Regions from separate parts of the Mus musculus genome. Here all the other regions are linked to region 2. Evidence: chromatin contacts called from public Hi-C, HiChIP or PLAC-seq and promoter capture Hi-C data. All regions are on one chromosome and are shown on one strand. Each heading gives the region's core, a stretch centred on a gene start, on an enhancer-like site or on the middle of the called end of the contact. The rest is flanking DNA. Distances are from core to core; before and after follow the strand shown. Region 1 holds the start of Tfcp2l1 (transcription factor CP2-like 1). Region 2 holds the start of Inhbb (inhibin beta-B). Region 3 has its middle 150 kb from the start of Tfcp2l1. Region 4 holds the start of Sctr (secretin receptor). Region 5 has its middle 130 kb from the start of Tfcp2l1. Region 6 has its middle 130 kb from the start of Mir6346.

The links. Promoter capture Hi-C pulls out the DNA fragments that hold promoters and counts their contacts. A called contact is a pair of places that touch in the nucleus more often than the background predicts. HiChIP or PLAC-seq counts read pairs in DNA pulled down with a chosen protein or histone mark.
Region 1: a promoter capture Hi-C map of liver shows a contact between it and region 2, with 4 times the contacts expected there. The contact joins the promoter of Tfcp2l1 here to the promoter of Inhbb in region 2. A contact is called at or near these places in 4 of 39 promoter capture datasets (hippocampal neurons, liver and stem cell-derived epiblast-like cells), 1 of 484 Hi-C or Micro-C datasets (embryonic stem cells) and 3 of 115 datasets of contacts at active chromatin or transcription factors (astrocytes, craniofacial prominence and embryonic forebrain).
Region 3: an H3K4me3 HiChIP or PLAC-seq map of embryonic forebrain shows a contact between it and region 2, with 5 times the contacts expected there. The contact joins the enhancer-like site here to the promoter of Inhbb in region 2. A contact is called at or near these places in 6 of 39 promoter capture datasets (the 3T3-L1 cell line, embryonic stem cells, hippocampal neurons and 3 more), 23 of 484 Hi-C or Micro-C datasets (the AML12 cell line, cardiomyocytes, cerebellum and 10 more), 10 of 115 datasets of contacts at active chromatin or transcription factors (astrocytes, craniofacial prominence, embryonic basal ganglia and 6 more) and 1 of 9 other capture datasets (embryonic stem cells).
Region 4: an H3K27ac HiChIP or PLAC-seq map of embryonic stem cells shows a contact between it and region 2, with 9 read pairs. The contact joins the promoter of Sctr here to the promoter of Inhbb in region 2. A contact is called at or near these places in 1 of 39 promoter capture datasets (the HPC-7 cell line) and 2 of 115 datasets of contacts at active chromatin or transcription factors (embryonic midbrain and embryonic stem cells).
Region 5: a Hi-C map of uterus shows a contact between it and region 2. The contact joins the enhancer-like site here to the promoter of Inhbb in region 2. A contact is called at or near these places in 2 of 39 promoter capture datasets (hippocampal neurons and liver), 8 of 484 Hi-C or Micro-C datasets (cerebral cortex, embryonic fibroblasts, muscle stem cells and 2 more), 6 of 115 datasets of contacts at active chromatin or transcription factors (astrocytes, embryonic forebrain, embryonic hindbrain and 3 more) and 1 of 9 other capture datasets (embryonic stem cells).
Region 6: a contact with region 2 is called in a Hi-C map of uterus, with 4 times the contacts expected there. The contact joins the enhancer-like site here to the promoter of Inhbb in region 2. A contact is called at or near these places in 1 of 39 promoter capture datasets (stem cell-derived epiblast-like cells), 1 of 484 Hi-C or Micro-C datasets (uterus) and 2 of 115 datasets of contacts at active chromatin or transcription factors (astrocytes and embryonic forebrain).

What each region holds. Positions count from the first base shown.
Region 1 is chr1:118,626,446-118,630,778 of GRCm38.p6, forward strand. Tfcp2l1 (transcription factor CP2-like 1) reads left to right here and starts at 1,500. Exons shown (of 15, transcript NM_023755.2): 1 at 1,500-1,657. The coding sequence starts at 1,596.
Region 2 is chr1:119,420,358-119,424,506 of GRCm38.p6, forward strand. Inhbb (inhibin beta-B) reads right to left here and starts at 1,891. Exons shown (of 2, transcript NM_008381.4): 1 at 270-1,891. The coding sequence starts at 729.
Region 3 is chr1:118,773,685-118,777,961 of GRCm38.p6, forward strand. No RefSeq gene overlaps it. Among named protein-coding and RNA genes, the nearest start is that of Tfcp2l1, 150 kb to the left of the region's middle. Within about 2 kb of position 3,012, at least 50 of the 459 cell types and tissues checked have an H3K27ac peak or open chromatin away from gene starts, as enhancers often do. A contact at or near this core is called in cerebellum, embryonic forebrain and trophoblast stem cells, where this site is marked.
Region 4 is chr1:120,005,531-120,009,305 of GRCm38.p6, forward strand. It overlaps Sctr (secretin receptor), which reads left to right and starts at 1,450. Exons shown (of 14, transcript NM_001012322.2): 1 at 1,450-1,801. The coding sequence starts at 1,727. It also overlaps a transcript of Cfap221 not described here.
Region 5 is chr1:118,756,450-118,760,417 of GRCm38.p6, forward strand. No RefSeq gene overlaps it. Among named protein-coding and RNA genes, the nearest start is that of Tfcp2l1, 130 kb to the left of the region's middle. Within about 2 kb of position 1,717, at least 24 of the 459 cell types and tissues checked have an H3K27ac peak or open chromatin away from gene starts, as enhancers often do. A contact at or near this core is called in uterus, where this site is marked.
Region 6 is chr1:118,822,960-118,827,162 of GRCm38.p6, forward strand. No RefSeq gene overlaps it. Among named protein-coding and RNA genes, the nearest start is that of Mir6346, 130 kb to the right of the region's middle. Within about 2 kb of position 2,817, at least 81 of the 459 cell types and tissues checked have an H3K27ac peak or open chromatin away from gene starts, as enhancers often do. A contact at or near this core is called in embryonic forebrain and uterus, where this site is marked.

The DNA of each region.
Region 1 (4,333 bases), core at 250-2,749, 790 kb before region 2:
TGATGGAGAACTTAGTGCTCAGGATGTTGGTTACAGAATTCTTTAGTATCGGTATCTGGGAGAGCTGGGAAGGGAAGAGGTGATCACTTTCCAGTTTCTCCCATGAGAGCTCTAGGACTAAAATGGCCTTTGCATTGTCACACATCCACAGAGTTGGGTGTGATAGCTACAGGAATGTTGCCCAACCCCTGACACATGTGACCTCTAGGAGCATCAAGAGCAGCAGAGGTGGTCCCTGGAGAGGCAGACAGGGAGTATCCCAAGGGTTTCTCACAGAGCAGCAACCTGTGGCTGGAGACAGTGCAGAGCCAGCAAAGGAAGGGGGACTTGTGTGCCTATGCTTGCAGGCCCAGGAAGTCTTTATAGACTCATTCAATTAAGCAGAACGTATGCCTAATGAGGTCCTGAGACATCACCCTGTGGGTTCACCTCTAGGAACTGTGTACCTTTCTGCTTGCCCATCTACCCATGGCCTACTACTGTTCACATTCAGGCAGACTCGACTTTCCAAAAGCCAATTATAAAGAACATCCAAAATCTTAAAGGAGCAGAAAGGTGGCAGGCACAGCAGCACAGCACAGGTCCTTGCTGAGTTGCATAGCCAGACTCCCATTGTAGAAGAAAAAGAAATGACTCCTGCAAGCTGTTTACACTGCACACACACTAAGGCACAGTGTCCTTCCCACACACACCCACCCACCCACCCACCCACACACAGAGACTTAAAAACAACCCTATTAAAGGAAGTGGAAAGAGAATCTTACCTCCCGTTGCCTCCCGTGTTTCTGACACCTGGACACTTCATCCCATCTCCTAAACTCTTCTGCATGTCACACGAGCCCAGTTTGTCAAAGAAGGACTGTCACAAACCTGTCTGAAACTTTCTTTTCTGATGCTTCCTAGGCTCATCTGGACTCAGACTAAGGACTGATTCTGGGCTCTGAGTAAGAGGCCCAGGCATCTCTTTTAAGTTTATTTTTATTATTTTATTTTATATACTGTGCAGCAGAAGATGACCTTGAATTTTGGATCTTCCTGCCTCTACCAGTGCAGGGATTAGAGACCTGTTGTACCACACCTGGGCTTAGAGCTTTGTGTATGCTAGGTGACTTCATGTATGATATGCTCAGTGAGCTAGTCATGGAGTTAAAGACAAGTAAAAGCAACAGAGAAAAAAGGGTATAAGGTCAGTGTTCAGAGCGAGGAAAAACAAAAACGTTAAGGGGAGTGCTTAGGTGCTCCTGGCCACAATCTCGCCCTGAGCAACTGCCTTGGGCTCAGCGTGGAAGCTCAGAGGCCAGTAGGCCACAGCGAGAGTGGCTGTGTCCCCAGGGTCAGTAGCTAAGCAAGTGCCAGCTCCCAGAAAGGCACAGCTCCGGCAGGTGCGGCTCAGCGCCTCCCTCCGGCCGTGCTAGCCGTAGGGACGGCCCTGCAATAACCACGCCCCTAATGCCACGCCCACCTGACGGCCTATAAAAGGCGCCGGCCGCAGCCCACTCAGGTTCGAGTGGGTGCTGCTTAAAGGTGGACGGCGGCCAGGGTTGCCGCGTCCAGCTCGGTGCCACGCCCCGGCCGGTGCTGCGGAAGCCTCAGCCATGCTGTTCTGGCACACGCAGCCCGAACACTACAACCAGCACAACTCTGGCAGCTACTTGCGGTAAGACGTGGCAACACCTGCCTACGATCGGGGTCCGAGCGCTGACTAACCTCAGGCCTCCAGAGAAGGGCCCTCCGGGAGGCCCCTAGGGAATGGTCGGGGAAGAGGCGCACTGATGCCCGCGGGCTGCTTCTTCGAGGTTTCCTTGCCACTCGCTGTGTCCCCAGCCGGGTTTCGTCGCCTTTCCTCTCCCTTCCCCACTCCAATAGGAGAAATAAACTTGCCTCATCTATCAGGAGCTGGAGTGTCCCGGGAAGCCAGGCCCCGCCCGCTCTTTGCTCTTCTCGGCCCTTGGGCCCACAGGTGGATAGCGGGAGCAGGTCTGCGCTGCAGCCCTGAGGGCTCGGGCTTCAGGGGGTGGCTGCCCTTGCTCGGGGTCAACTTGGTATGGCCCCTAGAAATCTCCTCTTCTGTGGGGATTTCGCTAGCGCACTTTAAGGGAAGAGGGTCCCGCGGGATTTTGCAAAGTTCTCTGAACTCCCTCTTTTAGGAAATAGAACTTCCTCACCTCCCCAAATTGCTTTGGTGACTCCGGGATTCTTTGATTTTTTTATCCCCCTCGCTATGGTGCAGCTGGCTGCAGGGCTAATAGGCAGGCATTTCTTTTTCTGAACTCGCCAGAACCAGCTTCAACCTGTCTTTATTTCCATCCTAGTCACAGTTTATTATATGTGCCGTACTTAACCCAAAGTGTGTTTGATGTGGGCTCAAGAAGACATCCCAGGGGCTGTCAGCCCTAACTACAGACCCTTAAGTGCTTCTTTGGACCCCCCCCCCAAGTCTCCTCTTTTGGATTTCTTTGTTATTTGTACTTCCTGGCTTCTGATTCATGTATGTTCAGAACTCCTCTAGGAAGACATGCCCCTTCTTAGAAAGCCGAGGGTTGGCCAGGTTTCACTGGTGTATCTTCAGTTTTTTTTTTTTTTTCTTTTAAAAAATAACTCCAAACCATTGAAAATGGTAATCAAACTAGGGACATGAGACTGCAGATCCCGGTGGTGGTGTTGAGCCCACAGTTAAAATTGCTATAGAATAAATATATGCTAACTGTATTACACTCTATAGGGTTACCTGTGGTTTCTTTTGGATTGTTGTGAGTAGCCATTAGGTATTTAATCTCATCCTATCTTAAAAATGAAGTTGAAGGTGACCTTGAGCGGAAGTATTTGAAATCTAGTTGCATAAAACATTATCCTTGTTTGAGGCGTGGTGTGGTTTATGTATCTGTGCCTGAGATGGAAGTTTTGTGAGCCAACTCAGATACTTTTAAGATTTTGACTTAGCATGAAAGGAGGAAGGCAAACGTTGAGGTTGAGAGCCTGAGAGCCACTACAAAGCAGCACTGTTTCTTTGGGTGCTTTGAGGAAGCAATGGGTAAAGACCAACCATACTCCCCACTGGAAGCTGGTGTTGTTTTTGTTTTTTACCTTCAAGTAGTTTGACTTCCTTGCGCCCTGTGTATCTGTGTTAGTGCAAGAATATTTTTCTTTGCTTTCCTTGTTTTTCTTTTTCAGAATTTAAAATTTTAATTTCATATTATTATTTTTTAATTTTTATTGTTTTTTTGTTTGTTTATTTTTTTGTAGTGCTGGGATGAACCTTGGGCCTTACGCTTGTTCTTCCATTTTGATAACTTCTGGCCCTCCTTTTTTATTATCAGTTTTTGTTCTGCTAGAAATTCTACAAGCCATCTGATTTCAATGAATAGTGGGTGGCCTTTAAGCCCTCCCTCTCCTTTCTGTTTGATGTTCTGGTGACTTTTATTCCTTGGCAAATAAGGACAGCAGGCCAGAAACAAGTTACTGTTGAATGATGGCTCTTAACTAATTCTCTCTCTCTCTCTCTCTCTCTCTCTCTCTCTCTCTCTCTAATTTAAAAGTAACTGTGCCTGGGTTATTAACTTACATGGTCTGGGCAAACATGAAATTATGCAATTCTCAGGGTAGCAGGATGATACTTCTTTCTGTGTTCCTTAATAACTGCCCAGGCTGGAAAAGAGGAAAGATTTGCTTCCGGTGGAGGTGAAACTGGCCAGCCCTGATAATACTACTCTGGGCAACAGACAGGAATAGCAGGAAAAAAAAAATACACACAGGGAATGTCTCCCAGGTGTGCCCAAAGGCAAGCTTTCTGAGAACCTGTTAGGTACTGTTGGGGTGTGTGCTGGGTTATATTTCATGGACACTCATTTATGATGCTGTACAGGGAACACATCGTACTGGTGACAGTGCAGTGAAGCGGGGTCAGCTGATCTGATTCATGGAGATGGGAGGAGGGTCATCAAGATCGGGCGGGGCATCTTTTGGTAGTTGTTTCTGTGGCAACATAGTTTAGAATCTTTAAGGAAGTCTCACCTGCCTGTAGGTCATTCTGCTCCTCAGGGATTTTATTGTTCCTAGCAAGGACACCTATCTGAAGTCCCAGCAACTCAGCCAGCAGGACAGCTCCGTGAGTCTGAACAGCTCTGTGAGTCTGGGAGTTCAAAGCTAGCCTGGGCAATGTACTGATAACTTCTTGAAGAAGTTTAAAAACAAGTTCCTCTGTCACAGGGTGATTGGAGGCTGAGGTGTACATGTATGTATGATGTGTGTGTGTGTGTGTGTGTGTGTGTGTGTGTTTCCCAGACAGGGTCTCATTATGTAGCCCTAGCTGTCCTGGGACTCACTCAGCTTGGTC
Region 2 (4,149 bases), core at 641-3,140:
AATTCCCGTGAGCCAGGATGAAGGGCAGGGTGCTTCCCAGTTGCTGCAGGGAAAGGGAAGCCGCAAAGGATCTGTAGTCTGGGCGCGCAGTATAGAAAAGGACTGCCACCCTGGGAAGCGCGCAAGGCCACCGCAGAACGTCTCTGCCCGGAGCCTAAATGCCCTCGGGGCGTGCGGGCTGCAGAGGCGGTGAAGGCAGCAGGGCTTCCTAGGAGAAGGAAAAAGGGAGGGATCGCGGCCGCCTCTGGCTTCCCTGTGGCCGAACCCACCTGTCTCTGCAAAGCTGATGATCTCGGAGACGCGCTCCTGGCCGTCGGCGCCCGGGCTGGCGTGGCCGTCGAGGTGCGGGATCTCCACGCGGCCGTCCTCGCGCACCTTGCCGGCGTGCAGCTTGCGCAGGGCCGTGACCATGGCGGCCTTGGGGACAGCGTGCGTGATGTTGGGCCGGCCCCGCAACTGCAGGCGGCTCAAGATGTGTCTCTTCACCGCCTCCAGGAAGTCACCGTCCACCCGGCCCAGCTCCTCCGGCCGCCGGAAGCCGCCGCCGCCGCCACCGCACGACGTACAGGTGTCCTGCGAGCCACCCGGAGCTCCGGGTGGCGGGGGCGGGGGCGGCGCAGCGGGCGACGGCGGGGGTGTGGGAGAGCCCCAGGCCTCGGGTCCCAACCAGCCGGCCACCAGGAGCAGAAGGCAGGCGGCCCCCAACGCCCGACCGGGCAGCCCGTCCATGGTGCGCCGCTGGCGACGAGGGCGCCCGCCGCGAGGCGAGGCGAAGCGAGCTCAGGGCCGGGCTCCGGGCTCTGGGCGCACCGCCCCGCCCCGCCCCCGCCCGGGCCTCCGCCCGCCCGCCTGCCGGGAGCGCCGCCGCCGGCTCGCAGGGGGAGGGGGCCGGCCGGGCCGCGGGGGTTCCCGCGCGGCCGAGAAGGGGCGCCGCGGGGACCAGAAGGGAACGCGGGCTGGCGGTGAGGGGGTGGGGGGGACCGCCGGGTCAGTGGCGCGCTGACGACTCGGGGCGCCTAGGCATCTGCAGCCTGCCCATCCTCTCCGCGTCGAGGGCCACCGCAGCCCCCTGATCGGGGTGAAGCGAAAGCGAGGAGCGGCAGCAGCGGTGCTGGCACGGTGGCTTGGCTCGGCCGGGCTGGAAAGGTGGAGGGAAGAGGCGGCAGCGGGCGCAAGTCGCTCTGGAGACTGAAGCGAAGGTGCCGGAGACCCCGGGCGCGGCGCTGCGGAGGGCGCTGCGGCTGGGGCCCCGCGACCGCACCTGAGCGCCTCGCCCTGTCGCTGCTCGCAGCGAGGACACGGCCGCCCGAGGCAGCGGCGGTGATGGGCAGGTCCTTCTCCCCTGCTCCGGGCCGGCGGGAGGAGAGAGAGCTGTGCGGGGGAGCGCCGCTGCGCGGGCCCTTCTTACAGGAGGTGCCGAGCCCTCCTGGGCGGCGGGCCCTGCAGTCCTCCCAGCGCGTCACCCGGCAAAGTTGTCTCCAGGCTCCCCCGGGCGCCGCATCCACGGGCGGGCGAGCCGCGGCGCGCTTCTCCTGGGCCTCTGCTCCTCCCTGCTTCCCTGTGCCTGGCCGCCTGAGCGGGCCGGCCGGGGCGGCGGAGGAGGGAAAGGCGGTGGCAGGGCCCTTCTCGCCGCTGTCTCTTCTGCCTGCCGCGGCAGTGGCGGCCAAAAGTCTCTCTGTGTCCCCAGAATCGAGTGCCCTGGCTCGCGCTCCCACTGGCACACGCTGCAGGGCCGGGGAGAGAGCGAGTCGGCGGTGGCGGTGGCAGCAGCGTCCCCGCGCCCAGCCGTGGCTCGGAGTGCAGAGCGCGCCCGAGGAGTTCTTCGCTTTGCCTTCTCTTCCTTTCCACTCCCTGTTCTTTTTTTCCCGAGGGGTAAAAAAGCCGCACAATCTCCGTATGTGCGCGCGCGTTGAGATAGACGTTGGCAGGAAAAAAAGGGGGGAGGGGGAGTGTCGTCCGGGCAGTGCGGGAGGAGACGGTCCGCGCCTCCCTACTCGGGCGTCCCGGGGGCGGAGGGGGAGGCGGATTCTGCAGGTCGCTGCTGCCTGATCCTCCTCCCACCCCCTCTTCCCTCCGCTCTTTCCCTTTCTGCCTTGGCGAGGAGGGGCAAGAAGGTTCTCTCCACCCTGCGCCCCCCCCCCCGCGATGCCAGGCCACTTTTGCTACCTCGAAACTTTCCCACCACGTGAGTGCTCCAGACCCTCGCCCCATGGGGCGATGGATAAATGGCACCGACACGCTCCTGGTGTAGGATCCGGGTGCTTCTGGACACCCCTTACTCAGGGCCACGAAAGCCGCCCCCCGCCCCCGTCCCAAATTGTCGCCTTTCACAACCGGGACGGGCGACCCTCTCTCGCCGCAGCTGCCCCTAGAGCCTTCAAGGGACGATCTTTCGCTATCCAATCTGCTAGGTGGGGGTGGGGAGTAAGTTCGAATGCAGCAGAGAAGAGGTGCGGCTGGATGCCACCCTCGGGCTACAGCGCCCTCTTCTAGCGTCCGAGGCCGCTGTCCCAATGGGCGATGGGTTAACCCCCTGGGCTAGAAGAGTAAGGGAAGCGGAGGCTGCTGGAGGCTTGGCCAGCTCTGCTGTAGTTGGCCCGAGGGTCTACCTGCATTGTTTGGGAACCCATCTTTGAGGACCCAAGGTCTCTGGAGGCTCAGGGCTTGCCAGACTGTTGGGGTCTCCACTGTCCCATTCGTGTCTTGTCACACTTGGCCTCAGACAAACCCAGATTCTAATGAAGGGCTCAGGTACTACCGGATTTGAATCCAGTCCAACCTCACCTTGCCCTGCCTCTTTCTCTCTCTCTCTCTCTCTCTCTCTCTCTCTCTCTCTCTCTCTCTCTCTCTCTCTCTCTCTCTCTCTCTCTCTCTCGGCTGTAAAGGGGCACTGTGATACCTGCACCACACTGGTGCTTTGGGAGGTCCAAACAGACTAAACCAACCTCGCAGAAGCGGATATAAAGATGGTTCTGGGACGCTCTTCTGGCTGCCAGTAATGGGTGGGAGTCTGACTCCCAGTACTGACTAGAGAACTGCAAATGTACCCTCTTCTTTCTGTCTCTTTTCCCGACCCTACCTGGGTCTGGGACGACAATGCCCACGGGGCACAGTTCCCAGAGACCAGAACACATTGCCTGCAAACAGCCCCCCCCCCCCCTTCCCAGGACGCTTACCCACAATAGGCTCACCTAACGACAGGCAAGACTGAGAGGTAGACGCATGGATGGTTCTCTTTGGAATCGGGACAACCCTCCCTAAAGACACCTCAGACTTGGGGAGGGGGGTCGTTCCACCAACATCCATTGCTTCCCAACTTCCCAAGACAACCCTACCCTGTGGACCTTAGCCAGAACAGCAGTTCCGCGGAAGCACGAAAGTCTGGGAGCAGAGCGCCCCCTCTCTCCCTGTAGGAGGAACAGACCAGAAGTCTGCGGGGCAAAACTAGGGCGGGTCTGACTTAACCAACTCTGAGTCTGAAGCAAGAGCCCCTCTCCTTCCCGCCCCCGCAGAATCCAGACGATAATAGCCCTTCTGCCCTTAGGAGACCCATTCTTTGCTGTTCCTGTCCTGTGTCCTTTCCCCCGCCCTTTCAGGGTCCAGTGAGCCCTTGGGCAACTAGGAGATGCTCCTGGCAGCCTGTGACAGCCCAACCTGAATATGGTCCTGAGCCTACCTGCCCCACCTCAGACTTTTGTGTATACACTCCAGGCACAATACACAATCTGACCCTCTGGCTCTTTCTGTAAGCAGATCCACCCACTATTTGGCTATTTCATCCTTGGTCTTTAAGATTTAGCCCAGTCTTTCCTCCTGGGTGAAGCCCTCACTGGCCCTCTGTGCCCCAGGGAAGTGATTTATCTAATTAGGTAGGTGCCCAGTGCCTGGCTGGCTGCCTCATTGCCTGACTTAGCTCCAGCACAGGGGCTAGGTCTCACGGGCTCTGTCTAGTGCCAGACCTGACAGATGACCAGGGAGGGCTTAGGAAGGAACGACTGATGAATGAAGGAGAGAAGTCATTAAGCCAATGAAAGGTTTAATGACCCCTTCCCCTCCCCCCAGCTCCAGCCTGACCTATGCAGATAGTCTTTCTCACCAGCCTCGACTGGGCTGGACAGAGCTATAGAAAAAAAAAAGGGACAGTAGCTG
Region 3 (4,277 bases), core at 1,762-4,261, 650 kb before region 2:
TACCCATGTTCACACACACCAAATGTGTTGACATACACACACACACATATGCACAGGCACACACATACATGCATACACACACACACAGGGTGAAGTGGGGCTGCTCGTGTGAGAATAGGGCTATCTGCACCCCTGTAATCAACAGACCAAGCACACTGAAGGTCACATGTCATTAGTGGGTGTTGTGAGGGGACTTACCTAGTTAGTGGGATTGAACCGGGGCCTGTTTCCTGTAGGTTGAGCATGTGTGTCTGCAGGGATGGAACCCCTGGGCCAAGAGCTCCTTCTCTAGCCAGGTCTCTCTCTGTCTCTGTCTGTCTGTCTGTCTGTCTGTCTGTCTCTCTCTCTTCCTTCCTTCCTTCCTTCCTTCCTTCCTTCCTTCCTTCCTTCCTTTCTTTTAAACAATGACACCATTTATTTAAAATGTTTACTCCAAGAAATATAGATATTTAAAAAATGACAATTAACAGCACTAAGCCAGGCACCTTCAACCGAATCCCACCATCCTCATTAACTCTCTTCGAGAGTTACCCTTTGTTGATGACCAGAAGATTTCAGCAATGCCTGGGCAGCCAGAGTGGTTCCTACCCAGGGCTTCCCACCTTCCTCCTGTTCTAGGGTTTGCCCCTGGGAAAGCTCAGGTGAGGATTTTAGCCTAAAGGGAGGAAACTGTGGCTGGGCACAAGGCTCTCTACCCATAAGACACTTCTGCCCACCCACTGCAGGGCTCTAACGGGGGTGGGGGGGGGAGGGGGCTGACTGCTGGCTTTAGGTTTGCTCCCTGGAAGATGAGCCCAGCTCAGCTCAGGGCTACTGTGTCCTCAATCCTCCTGGTGACCACACAACTAACTGCAGGAGACCTCTAGGATAGAAGGAGCAGACACTGACCAGCACTCTCCAGACAGAGACCAGGGACAGCTCCAGTACCACACATGAAGTGAGGGGTGGCGTCTTGGGTGATGTGGACAAAGCAGGTTAGTTTTGCAGAAGCCCCGTCACTACAGATACTTGTCTCCGGACACATGATGGGAGACAGGAAGAACTCGGACCCTTTCCAGCAGGCCACGGCACTGGCTGAGACAGACACCTTGCAAAGCCAGAAGCTGCTGTGAAGTGCTGGGGGTGGAAGAAAGCAACAGACTGGGTCATTTTTGGCATTTTAACATTGAGACGATAACAAGTGTCACAACGGCTAAAGCAAAACCAAATCCAGCCAGGTTTTAAAGCTGGTGATGTGGGCTGTGAGGTCTCTGGTGCAGATGCCAAGCAGGTTATAGAGTTCATGGAGTTTGTGGTCAATGTAATCCTCCATGTACATTTAGCAAATGCTGGTGCAGCCTTGGGCCATGGCAGGCAGAGGAGGCACCTACAGGGATGGCAGGCTGCAGACACAGCCTCATTGTTACACCCAAAGTGGGTGACAGGTCCAGGATCCACAAGAGTGCTAAGGAGGAGCCTGAAGATTTCCCTGAGGGAGCGATGGAGACCTGAGTGTCACCAGTGTCCTGTGCAACAACAGTAGGGGCTCAAAGAGACCATGTGGGGTTAGGGGAGGGAGGTTGGAACTGAGAAAGGTTTAGAAGTGTCTGAGAGGCTCCGTCAGCAGCAGCTAAGGGAACAGGGGTTGAATAGATAGGAGGCAGGCAGGGAGGCCACCCCGAAGCCCAGTGCTGGACATTGGTAGAAGCAAAGGGCAGGAGCTAATGGAGTGGGCAGAGAGGCTTGGCTAGAGAGGGCGAGAGGGACCTGGGCAGGATGGAAAAGCAGCCCCGAATGCCAGCAATTGGGAGACGTTCTCTTGGCTCCTTGATCCTTATTTAAAAAAAAAAAAAAAAAAAGAAAAGAAAAAAAAAAGAGGGATGGTTCAGAGGCAGCTCCATTGATAAAGTGCTTGCCATGCAAGCAGGAGAAAGAGAATTTGGTCCTCAGAACCCACGTAAGATAGCTGAGTGTGGTGGTACACACTTGAATCCCAGTGCTGGAGAGAGAAGGACAGGCAGAGAAAGGCAGACCCTGGGCCTTACAAGCCAGCTAGTCTAGCATGACCAGAGAATCTCTATCAGTGAAAGATCCCATCTGTTAAAAGAAAAAGAACCTTTATGAGAGAGAATAGGAACGTGGTACATGGGAGGGGCTGAAGAGAGAAAAGGGAGGCAGAGAAATAGTGGAATTACAATCTTGAAAACATTTAAAAAGGATTTTTATTAAAAGGGTTGCAAAAGGCTGAGGAGATTGCTCAGTGGTTAAGAGTACTTCTACACACGAGGACCAGAGTTCAAATCTCCAGCACCCGTGTAAAAGCTGCCCATGTTCGTACATGTGCCTGCCTGTAAGCCTAGCATTACAAGAAGGTGGACACAGGAGGATCTATGGCACTTGCTGGCTGCATCCTGAGCTCCAGAGTTAGTGAGAGACCTTGTTGCAAGTGGATGAAGTGGAGAATAACAGACAAGAACACCTGACATTCTACTGTGATTCACATATACACATTCACATACCACATACACACGTGCTCATACCAAATACACACATTCACATACCAAATATACATGTGCACATAGCACATACACACGTGCACATACCAAATACACACATGTACTTATAACACATACACACATGCTCATACCAAATACACACATGCACTCATAACACATACATATGTGCACATACCAAATACACACATGCACTCATCACACACACACAGAGTATCAAAAATCCAAGGTGCCTGTGGATGAGGAACAACTTCAGAGGTTGACCTCTGGCTTCCACATGCCCTTGGGCATCACACACACACACACACACACACACACACACACACACACACAATTAAAAGTAATTTTTAAAGGAAAGTAGGGAAAGCAAGAGCTAGCACCTCTCAGCTTCACAATCAGCCACTATCTTTTCCTGTTAGTGTGAAGAGGGAAGATTTAGCCTCCGCCTAGGCAGCAGGGAAGGAAGGCACCAGAAGCGCTTCCATCAGCTCATTTGCATTTCAAACAGCCCCGTTTGTTTTATCTCCTAATTAGCATACTCACCCTCAGCTGCAGAGAGTCCATTAGAGGGAACTCTGCTCCAGGCCTGGGCTCCTCCTTTAAATATTTTTAAAGTGTGTGATTAATACACTTGCCCAGGCACTGCCTGCACTGTGCTGAGGGTCAGGGGGCAGGAAAAGAAGGGAAAATGGCTGCTCTCAGGCTGACTGGCTGATTAATCACTGACTCCCTCCAATAAATCACGGCAGATGGCAGGAGCTGGCTGCCCGCCCTGAGGGGCTGCTGGCTGGCTGGGGCTGGAGCAGGGTCGGGGGAGATCTGAACACCTGGGTGATGTTCTCTGGCCTTCCTCAGTGCCACGGGCCTTGGGTCCCTCCCACTCTGTCCTCAAAGTCCCCAAGTTCAAGAGAAAAGGGCAATTGGGAAGACAGAGGAATGTCCCATCACACTCCATGAGCTCCCTGGATAGCTGCGGATGAAGCCCACCACAGAATGGTAGTTACTTAAACTTTGTTGTGTTAGATGTGAGTGTGTGTGAACATGTGTGAACGTGTGTGTGTGTGTGAGTGTGCAGGACTGTGTGTGATTGTGTATGAGTGTGTGACTGTGTATATGTGTGAGTGTGTGTGTGTGTGAGCATGTGCATGAGTGTGTATATGTGGGTGAGTGAGTGTGTATTCATGTGTGTGATCGTGGGTGTCTGTGCTCTGGTGCACCACCTTGTCCTCCCCCTGGTTTGAGGTTGGGTCATTCTTCTAGTTCCCACCCTGCAAGCTTCTGGGGCTCCTCCTGTTTCCACCAACAGTCTGAGTATTGGAGTACTGGGGTGTAGATGCGTGAGAGTGTTATTTATTGTCTGTTTGTTCAAACATGGGTTCTGGGGACTCGAACTCAGGTCCCCATGTCAGCCAAACAAAGAGATGTTTAAGAGGAGTTTTAAGTGGCATGCTTATGGGTTGTGTGCACAGGCCAGGGGATGATTTGCAGAGGTCTGTGGGTCCCAGCCCATGCGTCCTCTGGAAGAGCCCTGCATGCTCTAATCTGCTGAGCCAACTCTCCAGCCCCTCCCCGTTTAAACTCAATGACACAGTTCTTGAGAACTTTGTGGATGATGACATCTGTCATAATGTCAAACAGTTGCACACACTGAGAGATCCCTTCTTTCTCTGGGAATTATCAGAACTCAATAACAAGATCAATTTTAGAAACTGCCAACTTCAGGGTGCGGCGTCTGGCACACTGCGAGATTTGCATAGATTTTTGTATGAATTTTGTATTGAATCC
Region 4 (3,775 bases), core at 200-2,699, 580 kb after region 2:
TGGAAAGTATCTGCAGTCCCAGCACTTGGCATGTGGATCGGAGGACCAAACACTCAAGGGCACCCCCAGCTATATCAGAGGGAATTAAAGGCAAGTCTGGGCTAGAGACGCTCTCCAAAAATAATAAGGTCTAGAAGGAATTGGAGAGGGTACTGGGATTCAAAGCTGGCTGGGGGCTTGTTGATAGTTTTAGATTTGCACATGCTGTAAAGAGGCAAAGTATCCTGAAGGATATGCCGAAAGAAAGGGGAAGGAGGGAGACTTCTTTCCCTTCGGCATTTGACGAAATTTTCATTTTCTGAAGATTTGTGTCTAACCTTGAAACCTGCCTCCGTGAGATGCTAAGTGTGTCTACAAGAGGGCCAGGAAATTGGCTCAGTCTGTAAAGTGCTTGCCGTGCCAGTGTGAGGACCTTATAAAAAGCCAGGCATAGCAGTGTGTGAGCACTAGCTATCCTGGCACTGGGGAGGCAGAGAGAGGAGGACCCCTAGGGCTCAGTGGCCAGAGGTGTAGCCAAGTAATGAGCTTCAAGTTCACTGAGAGACCTTGCCTCAAAAGGTAAGGGAGGAGTGACGGAGGAAGAACGTTCACTGCCGATCCTTAATCTCTACACACACCTCCACACAGGCGTGCACACAGGAAGTATTGATATAACTTACCCCAAAGCCAAGCACAGCCTCTCCCCTCCTCAGGATGACCTTTAAAACACCATTGGAAGGACATATTGAATATCTAGGGTTCTGATGGTTGGGACTTTGGTTTAATGTCCCACTTTCTGCTACTGTGTGACTGGGGCACTGAATTAGAACTAAAGAGGCCATTGACATAAAAGAATGGTCCCTCTCTTTCCCAGGGAGGGTGACGTTGAAACTTGGAGAATGTACAGAACGGTATTTTCCCATAGCATAGCGGCCACCACAGTCTCCACCATCTCCTCTCACACAGAGCAGTGCTGTTTGTTGGGCTGTCGGCGGAAGCCTTGGGTTTGATCTCTAGCTCTGCATGCGCTGGGTGTGGTGACTCTAATGCTAGAAAAATCACTGGAAGCTAAGGAACAAGAGTGTTCTGTAGGACCAAGTTGAGGTAGACTTAATTCTGTTTGTATAAAAGTCAGCCTGGGAAATGGTGTAGGAGACCACATCTGTAATCCCAGGGTTAGGAAAATTGAGGCAGGAGGTCTGAGAGTTCAAAGTAAGCCTGGCTTATATAGTGAGACCATGTCTCAATCGAGGATAAGAAAAGAAAAGAAAAGAAAAGAAAAGAAAAGAAAAGAAAAGAAAAGGTGTTGCCTACCTTGTCACTGCTGAAGGCACGTGACTTAAGTCCTCCAGAGAAAGTACTTTCTGGATTGGAAGGGAAGGAGGGAGGTTGCAGCTGCCTCTATGCGGGTGTCTAGGGTCCCTCCTCCTCTCTCCTCCCTTCCAGCTCTGTGCCGCCCCCCAACCCCTCCCTGCTATTCCCTGCAGGGTGGAGTCGCGAGCTGTCGTCCAGTCTTTATCAATAGGCACTGCAGGTTAGTTAACAGTCTTGCCACCTCCTTCAGGGAGCAGCAGTCCCTAGCCTGGCTGTGGGTCTGGTCGGATTGGGTAGGTCCAGCCATGGCTTCTCTGGGCTTGGGGGTCGCCCAGGGTCCTGGACGACATGCAGGACGCTGAGCTGGACACAGAGACGGACACCCAGCTCCTGAAGAGGCCAGAGCACAAAGGGGATCAACAGTGGGCGGAGCATGCTCAGCACCATGAGCCCCCGGCTGTCACTGCTTCTGCTGTGGCTGCTGCTGCTCATCAATGCAGCGCACCCTGTGAGTACCCCGCCCCGTCCCCGCGCCCCCGGATGTGGACCCCACGGACCAGTCCACGGTCCTCTATCCGGCCCTAGGAGTTACGGGGAGCAGCCGATCTCTCTTCCCTTAACATACTATCGTCCACTCTGACGGAGCCCTCTTCTCTCCAAAGGCAAAAACTTCAAGGGCTCTGTGTGAGGCTCACTCCCCTCACCTTCGCTCATCCCTTCCCGCCGCTAAACTCACTTCTTTCCAGAAGACAATTCTGTAGCCGCCCCGGCAACGATGCGTGCTAGACATTTGCACTCTAGGGTTTTGTCAAAACACCCTCGTTCCCTTTTGAGACCCGTGGTCTCAGGCACCGGCCAAGGCTCAGAAAGGGGGCGGGAAAGGCTTACTGTCAGAATAAAGCCAGAACCACATTGTTCAGGCTAGTAGCGGTTTTTTGTTTTTTCACGTGCTCCGTTGTGCAGATGGGAAATTTTAGTTTTTCCATCTGTGTGGGATCATTTCAGCCCTCTGTGACCTGGAGGGACTGACTTTCTAAAGTCTGCCCGTCTTGGGAGCAGTAGGTCGCAACAAACTCGGGTAGGAGAGGAAGAAGGTTGGAGGAAGGGGAGAGAGAGGCCAGGCGGGTAGTGGTTTGTGTTGCTTTCCCATAGAAACTTCTGGGAACTTTCCCCTGGGATATCTGAGTGAGAGACAGGCTGCACTGAGGCTGGCAGGATGGGAAGAACTGGGAAGAAGGTCAAAGCTGCCGGGTTGGACTCCAGGGTTACCACAGGGAATGGATCCTGGAGCTGCCATCTGGGTCAAAAACATTGTTTCCCGTTTCCTGGGACATTTTTGTTCTGTGCCAGGGAGGCAGGAGCAGGTTCAGCTTACATTTGTGTCTCAAAGGTGATGATCTCGGGAATAAACGGATGGGGAAACTGAGGCTTTGCTTGGTTCAAGTCTTCACTGCACCTGAGACGGCTGCTTGTGTATGTCTGTTCAAGTCCCTCATTTTACAGCCGATCAAAGCCCTCAGTGGGAGACCTGCTTTTGATCAGCATGTTAGGAGCCAGGCTGGGACTAGTGCCCAGATCTTTAGACTCCTCACTTTGGAAGGAGGGGGTGGGGTCTGGCCTGCCTGAGGTTTGTTCTGTTCCTTGTACACCTTGTATTTGCATGTCACTAACACACACATGGGCAGTGTGGACATCCCTAGGAGAAAGGCTTCACGTGGGCCTCTGGTTATTGTGTGGGCTTATCCAGACCTGTGATTCTATCTCTTGAGGATTGTGGTAGAAAACGCCTTTAATAAATGAGGGTGGAAGGGCCTACTTTGTTGGACTATTTCCCAGCTTCTGCAACTTTTCCTTTCGCTCCTTTGACTCTGAGTGCTTGGCTGTTGGATTTTGAGATTCGAGGATAATAAAGACAATTTCTTCCTTCCTTTTGGCATTCCCTCAGAGGGACATCATAGGTGTCTTCCAAAGAGACCACTAAAACTGACGTGTGTGGTCCTAGCCCCCGTCTTCGCCTCTTCCTACAGGGGAGGTTTCAGAAAGTTCTTTTGCAAGTGGAAACCGAAAACAGTGACTGCTGAAGGGGTTTACCATAAGAAACTGAGTGCATCACCTCTGCTGGTTTGCTCCATACAGCTAATTTGTGTGTGCAGGAGCCTGGATATGCATGTGGAGGCTGGAGAGCCTCTTCTGGCTTTTATTCCTCATGTGCTAGCCACCCTGGTTTCTTGACGCCAGGCCTCTCCCTGCCCTGGGACTCACCAAGTACAACAGACAGACTGGTCAGTAAGAGCTGGGGAGTCTCCTGTCTCCACTTCCCTAGCTCTGGCTAGTATGGCTTATGGTTTTAATGTCAACTTGCCACAAACTAGAATTACCAGGCATGCACATGGTACACAGACATACATGCAGGCAAAATACCCATGAATATAAAAATCTTTTAAAGCACATTATGTCTCTATGCTAGCTCTATTGTTTCTTA
Region 5 (3,968 bases), core at 467-2,966, 660 kb before region 2:
TGGCTGCTACTGAAGTGGGGGAAGGGCACCCTAGCCTGTGCTCCCTACCCTCATCCTAGCCCCAGTTATTATCCCAGTTATAAAAACCTGGCCCCATAGAGAGAGCAGAACGCCCTGCTCCACTGTGACAGATGCCCTGGGTGCTTGTGTGGTCTCACTTGCATTTCTTACTCTAATCGTCTCCCTCGGGCTTTCCGTACTTGTGGAGGAGGAAACTTGGGAATTCCCCCCTCATTCCTGAATTGTTCGCCTGGAACCTCCCTTTAGGACAAGGCCAACAGAGGGCCCCAGGACAGTTGGGTGCAACCCAGTTCTCAAGCCTTTTAAGCTCGTAGGAATGTTCCCCTCTGCCATCTGAGGCCCAACAGGGACCACAGAGCAGTCCTACCTCTGAGCTCAGAGGGCAGGTCTCAGCATCAGGAGATGAGATGTGCACGCGTTTATGCAAGCTAAGCAAGGGACAGGTTTGTCCCTTCCCTCAAACCTGTCCACGAGCAGTTGATCCACCTGGTTTAGGGTCCCTGGCCAAACTCTTCCTTTTCCGACAAGATGCATATGTGTGTATGTTCCCACGGAGCCCAGGCTAACCTTGAACTTGCTGTGTACTTGATGATGACCTTGAAACCCTCCTGCCCCCACCTGCTGTGTACTAGGACTGCAGGTGTGCAGCATCACACTTGGTTTAAACAATGCTGGGATTGAACCTAGGGCCACATACATGCTAGGCAGCACTCTACCACGGGAACTCTATACTCAGATCACAGGGTTTTTGTTTTCTAAAATGTAATATTTTGTTATTGAGGGTTTCATACATGCATACAATTTATTTTGATCATATTCATCCTTCTTCAGCTAACTCCTCCCAGATCCACCCCCTCATCCCCTCCAGCTTTGAGCCATCACTCCTCCTCCTCCTCCTCCTCCTCCTCCTCCTCCTCCTCCTCCTCCTCTTCTTCCTCTTCCTCCTTGAATTTGTGCTCCCCGTGGACTAATTCACTGGAGCATGGTCAACATTCCAGGGGCCACACCTTTAAAGCAAACTGTCTTTATCTTCTCAAAGCCATCAACTGTCAATTGCTCCTCAGCTAAGGCCTGGGGCTCCCGAGCCCCTCCCTGTCCATGATGGAATGCTGACTGGCTTGGTCTTAGGTAGGTCTTACACAGGTAGCCACAGCTGCTGGGAGTTCTTAAGTGTAGTGGTCCTGTCGTGTCCAGAAGACACTACTTCACCCCATTCCTACTGGAATGGCTCTATGTAATAATCTTTCTGTCCCTTCTTTAGTGATGGTCCCTGAAACTTGGGGGATAGAGCTGTGACAGAGAAGTCCTGTTTGTGGTAGAGCACTCCGCTAACACTTAGTCTCTGCACTTTAACCAGTGTGGGTGCCTGTTAACTATCATCTACTATACAAGGAAGTGTCTCTGTTGAGTCTGAGAGCTGTACTCAGACTGTGGCAAGAGTTCACAGGGCTCACTACTGAGTTGTCTCTTGGCTGTTTGTCTTTAAGTCAACTGTATGGTTTTTGCATGTGATGTTGTCATTGTTACCAATGTCCTTTTGCCATGATGTCAGATTGGAGACAGCAGCTATTATTACTTTACTGTAAAGTCACAGGTCTGAGGATTATTAGGACATGGAGAAGTGGCCGTGGCTCTGCTGACTCTAAGCATCAACTTTAGGAGAGGAACAAAAGGCCCCAGGCAATCGAGCTGACCACAGTGATTCACAGAGTCCTTGGAGCAAGGCTTGCTGGGTCTCCTCTCAGACTAGGAGATGATGTAATAGAGAAGTGTGGCAGGTGACAGCCAAAAGAACCAAGGACTGAAGCAGGAGAATGACTGCCAACATACAGCCAGTGAATCCTCTTGCCTTCTGGGCTCACCGAGACTTCTCTCCTCGCCCTGTTTTATAGTGTGGATGTCAGTCTCCCTGGGCTGAGAATCCCTTTCTCCCTTTGTCTTCTCCCCAGAGAGCGCTTACCCGAACATCTACTCAACATCAAGATTCTCCAGGAGCTTTCCAGAAAGACTCCCAGCCAGCCCCTGTAATGGGAATAGGAACTTTCAGAAGTGTCCACAGCTGCTCATGAGCCAGGGGTTCTGGGAGACGTTGCATGAGGTCCCAGTGTTCTCTAGTTCCTGGTGGGAGGGTGGCAACAGGAAGTTGGTCCTGAAGGTCACTGAACTGGTTTCTGTGACAGGAACCTGACAAAGGCAACTTAAAGGATAAAAGGTTTCTTCTGGCTCCCAGTACACAGATGCAGTCGGCCATGGAAAGGAAGTGGCTGGTCACACTGCAGCCAGCGTCGGGAAGCAGAAGGAGATGATGCTAAGCTGACTTCCTCCTGTACACCTGACCAGGCGCATCAGTCCACCTGACAGTACCACTGACATGCAGAGTATTCTCCTGCCTCTTACCTGGTCTGGATATTCTCTGTGGAATGCCCACAAGTTTGTCTGTATGGTGGTTTAGTTTAGTTGGCACAACCTAGAGTCCCCCTGGGAAGAACATATCAGCGAGAGATTGTGTAGATCTGGTTGGCCTGTGGGAGCGTTGGGGAGGGGGGCGTGTCTCTTGATTTTCTTAATTGATGTGAAATTCAGTCCATATTTGTATGAGAATGTCATAATGCAATCTATTATAAATCTGTATAATTTTCAGGGAATTTAGAAATATTGGATAGAGCGCCAGAGAGATGTCTCAGCCTGTAAAAGTGATTTGGGAGAGCAAGCTACACAAGCTGTCCTCTGATCTGTCTGTACACATGTGCATACCCACCTACTACCACGGCATACAACCCCCACCCTCCTCACACACACATCATGTACACAATAGTAATTAATAATACTGACAACATTAAAATCTCATTGGATGGATCTGAAGGCTGAGGGCTACAGGTTTGCACCACCCAGCCCCAAGCTGACTCCCTCGGGAGTCCATCACCCCACCCCCAGACCTCATTAATACTACAGCTGCTTCCCCTGTTTCCAGGTGGTGAACACATGGAAGCCATCTGCCCCACGAGGCACCCTCCCTTTCCCAGTGATGATCTGGAACCACAGAGATGAGCAGGAAACATCTGCTCCTAAGGTCTCATTTTGTGATCAACCCTACTCCTAGGTCAGACAGGACAAACCCTGATGATGCCTCTGTGCCCACCAACGGCATATTGTTACTTTGTTACAAGAGTAACAAAGTCGAGAGTATCAAACCGTCAGGCTGCTGCAGAGATCCAAGTGAACAGTTACCCTGGGAGACTCACCTCTCAAAACTGAAATCTCCTTGCACCTACCTCATTTCTGGCCATCTACTGCCACCTGCTGGCAAGACAAGTTCTATGTGTAAGAGGACAAAAGGAAAGCTGTAGGAATTTCCACAGTTGCTTCTCCTACACAGTACCAAGAGCATCTGTTAAGACAACACACATGGTGGTGTTACGGTTGATGTGGATTTCTTATGCATCTCTCTATGAGTGTATGATGTGTGTGTGTGTATGTGTGTCTGTGTTCCACGTTTGCTTGTGTACGTGTGTTTGCAGGTACTTGTCAGCCTGTGTCAGTAGCAAGCAGAGGTTGAGGTTAGATATCTTCCTTGATGGTTCTTCACTTTACATATGAGGCAGGGTCCTTCACGGTCCCAGAGTTTGCCAATTCAGCACATCGAACTCTCCAGCTTGCTCTGGGGATCTTGTCTTCGTCTTCTGAGCTGTGGGATAGATAGGTGGGCTGCCACATCAGACAATGAGATTGCATGTGCATGTCACCACATCTGACTTTTTAAAAAGTAAAGCCTTTAAAACACTTTAAAAGTTATATCTATTTAATTGTGTGTGTGTGTGTGTGTGTGTGTGTGTGTGTGTAGTTTCATGACCTTATGTGTATACCACATACATACATGTTTCTGTGGAAGCCAGAGAGGGCACTAGATCTCCTGGAACTGGAGTTGTGAGCTGCCTGATACCCCTATG
Region 6 (4,203 bases), core at 1,567-4,066, 600 kb before region 2:
GATAAGTGGGGGAACCTCCACTCTTGGTATCAGATGCCGTCTGATGACATTCTTGGCCTTTCAGTTGGTGCGAGCTAATCATTCCAAATAGTCACAAAGGTGTTAGATCAGGGCTTACCAAATGGTCACAAAGGTGTTACATCACACACAAAAGTGCTCAATGAGTGGCTACTTAAGGAACTAGCCCTCAAATAATTTGTCTGTGGAGCCAATCAGCCTAATAGAGTGTTTGACATCACTGAGGCTCCTTGTCCTGGAATCTTCAGTTCATGTTGCTCTTATATAATGCGTGGGTATTGTTTGGAAGGTAATCTGAGAATATGTACATGCACACACACACACACACATGAGCACACACACAAACACACATACATATGGACACATACAGACAGACACATATAGACACACAGACAAACATACACATACACACACATGCACACACAGAGTCACACACAAACAGATACACACACACACACACACACACACACACAGACAGAAATATACACATGGACACACCAGGACACACACACACACACACAGACACACAGAAATACACACACACACACACACACACACACACACACACACACACACACTCCTTCCCTCACTGCCTCACTGCAGGCAGGTTCACAGAATTTGGACTGTTTGGGAGCAATCATGCTTCCAGGTGCAGTAGCAATAAACTATCCACAAAGCTGAAGTCCTCAAACTTGGAAGTTGATCACCATGCATGAAAATGGAAAACTGACCTGGTGCCAACTGTTGGGTGTAATGCCTTTGGTAAGTGCCGGGCTTCGCTGAAAGACCTTTTGAAGCTGAGTGTATATTCTCTGTGTTAATAAAGTAACACATTACATCACCATTAGACAGAGGCAGTACTCAGTCAGACTGGACACTCTGCAGATGTTTTGGTTTTATTAAGCCCTGTATTGGATATGGGACAATTAGTTGCCTAAAATAGTATCACTTTAGCCAGTTGGTGAAGAATTAAAGTTGGTATGTGTGAAGAATATTGTAGTGTAATAAGTAATATTAAGTAAGTACTATAATGTTGATATTTTTTCTTTACCTGAGTGATTATATGTGTATATTATGTATGTGTGTGTGTTATATTTAAACACATAGTTAATATGAGGTATCAAAACCCAATGTAGATGGCTCATAAGGAATAGTATGTGGGGTTGTGAGTTCTGTCTCACCGCTGCTCACCCTGCCCTTCAGGAGCATGGCAATTAGTCTGAGCTCACTGGAGGGCCTTGCACCAGTCTGAGATTTACCATACCCAAGGTTCTGTCTGAGAGTAGAGATCGCCATCTTACAGGGCTATTGGGACGTCCATGCACCGCGTTCAGGCCCTGGTGGGGGAATTGCGGGGTGAGGGCAGAGGTCTGGCTCAGGGCAGGTCTGGGGTCTCCACCCAGGCAGTGCTGCAAATGTTTATCCTGAAGCCTGTTTTCTCAGCTGCAGGAGCACAGTCACAGCTCCCTCTCAAGGGTCTGCCTAGGGTTAAATGGGATAGCATACGTGCAGGAGCTGGGCTCAACCTCGAGCTGGGGAGATGGCTCAGACAGGAAGCGCTTGCCTTATAAGCATGGGGACCTGAGTTTGATCCGGAGGACCCATGTAAGAAGTCTCATGTAGCCCAGGCTGGCCTCAAACTTGATATAAAGCCAAGGAAAACTTTGAACTTCTGACCCTCCAGCTCCTATGTGACGTGATGATTCACACGCATCATCATGCCTTGATCTGAGCTTTAATTCAACAGCCAGGGATGGAGCCCCTACCGTGGTACCCCAGTGCAGTTGTGCCCTGGATGCCATGCCAGATGACTGGTACCCACTCATCAGAAGCTGAAACCTGACACAGGTATGCCCAGTCCATAGTGTGCAGAGCACAGATGGCCAAGGATAACTAGGAATGAGACCTACTTAACCCAAACTCCAAACATTATGAAACTTTAAAAAAATGACTTCAGTTGAACTTTGCAGGTAACCACATCATGTCACCCTGTCCAAAGGCTGGACCCGGGTGGAGAAGTGACTGCTTAGCCTGTAACCTTAGCACTGAGTGGGGAAGGAGAGAGGCAGGTGGATGGCTGGGGCTTACCAGCTGCCAGCTCCAGGTTCAGTGAAAGACCCTGTCTCAAGGGCTAGGGTGGAAAGAGATGGAACGGCCCACTCAACATGACCCTCTGGCCACCACACATGTGTGTATAGGTGCTCACACACACACATCCACACACATACACTCCATACACTGACACACACAGTTGGGCATGCTCAGAGGCAGACCAAAACCAGGTGGTTCAGTACTGAGATGGGCATATCCAAGTGGAGACATTACCCCATGTTTTGCAAAGAGCATGGCTTACCTGGGGAGAAAGGAATGCAGGTTGATTTGGTAGGAAATGACCCACCTCTCCCCAAAACCCTGCTCATCGGGTGTGACGCAAAGGCCCTATGCAGCAGGAAGTGAGTCATTTGATTTCATTTAAGTTTTATAGTCAGCGTATTTAACAGCTATTTCTGTTTTCCAGTGCCTGGCAAGTCCGCAGACAAAGCTGGCACATACAGCCACGGTCGTGCTCGCGGGTGCGCAACATACACACGTTTGTTTTCTAGCTTCCAAATTTCTTAAGGATTAGGTCATTTTCTTCCCTGGCCAAACGGCTGTCTGCAGGGTGCTGGGCCCCCCCATAAATCGTGCGGCCTGTGATATAAAACACAGCCCTTATTGACAGCCACTGTGCTGGTTGAGCCTACGCTGCCAGATCGTAAAGCAGAGGCTGTGTCACCCCCACCGCGTAGAGGCAATAAAGGACACTGGGGAATTACCTCGAGCCGCAGCAGCTGGCTGTGCCACGGGTCGCCCGCGGCTCTCCTTGCACCTAGTAAAAACGTTGCACTGAGAAGCACGGAGTGGGGCAGCTCCCCCAAAGAAGCCTTGTTCCCCAATAAGGCCCAAATAAGAGTCAGAGACATCTCTTGTTCCCGGACATCGTCCCACACGGGCAGATGGACTTTTCCCAAGCCTGGCATGTGTTCAAACCCCCTTCGGCAGCCCATACTCAGGCTGCAGCCAGGCCAGTGATAACACAAGCCTCAGACGTCCTCCACGACTTGACCTGTATACCAGTTGGAACAAGGCTCCCGCTGAGCCTTGTCTTCAGTCCACATGAGCGTCCTTCTCTGTGCTAGAACAGCATTTTCTAGGCTGTCTCAGTCTCAAAGCCTCTTCTGGGCCCCTGCTTCTTCTTTCTCCCGGGACACAATTTTGACTCCTGTGTTGAGAGACAGGACAGCCAGCTCTTTTCCTCCTCAGTTCCAACCCCCTGACCTCTTGTACTCTATCTTCATCTCTAGTTCCAACAGGACATGCCCATCCTGCCCAGCACCTTCTCCGTACGCTGCCCTCCTGCTAACTCCCAGTGAGCACTTCAGTTATCTCTCACATGGTCTACTGGGATCTATGTCCTCTTATTGGGAGTCTAAAAAATCGTCACATGCTTCTCTTTCCTTTTGAAGCGCATCACCAAGGGCTGGAAATGTGGCTTTGTTGGTACAGTGCTTGTCTTACACACACAGGACTCTAGGTTCAGTCCTCAACTTGATCTAACTTAGGTATGGCACCACCCATCTGCAGTGCCAGCAGGAGGATCAGGAGTTCTGGGTTATCCTTGGCTACGCAGGATACAAAACAAGCACACAAACCCCCACCATCGAAGCCTCTCCTTCTATTGTTCTTTCTCCATCTTGGCAAACTTCTGGAGAGCTCCGTGACCAGCTGCCTTCGTTTCCCTCCTCCCAGCCGGCCTGCACACAAGCTCGCCGGGCTCCCATCCCCAGTGAGCTCATTCAGTAGGTGTGAATTACAGTTTTGAAGGCCATCTGTGCTTTCGGGAAAAGCATAGCAGGTAATAGTTTATTTCTTTCTGGTGCTGGAGATCAAACCCAGAGCCTTCCACACACCAGGCAAGCGTTCTACCACAGATCCCCCCACCCCTACCGCCCCCAACCGTTTAAGTAGGGTGGTTATGGGAGCAAAAGCCTGAGAAAGGTATGAATCGTTTGGCTGTCTGAGGGGAAAGCGTTCCAAACGATGGGAATGGCCATGCAAAGGCCCCAAGGCAGCATTGCTGGCCATTTACTTGGCATAGTAACGAGAATGTACAGATCAAATGAAGTGAGAAGGTGAGGCCAGGTG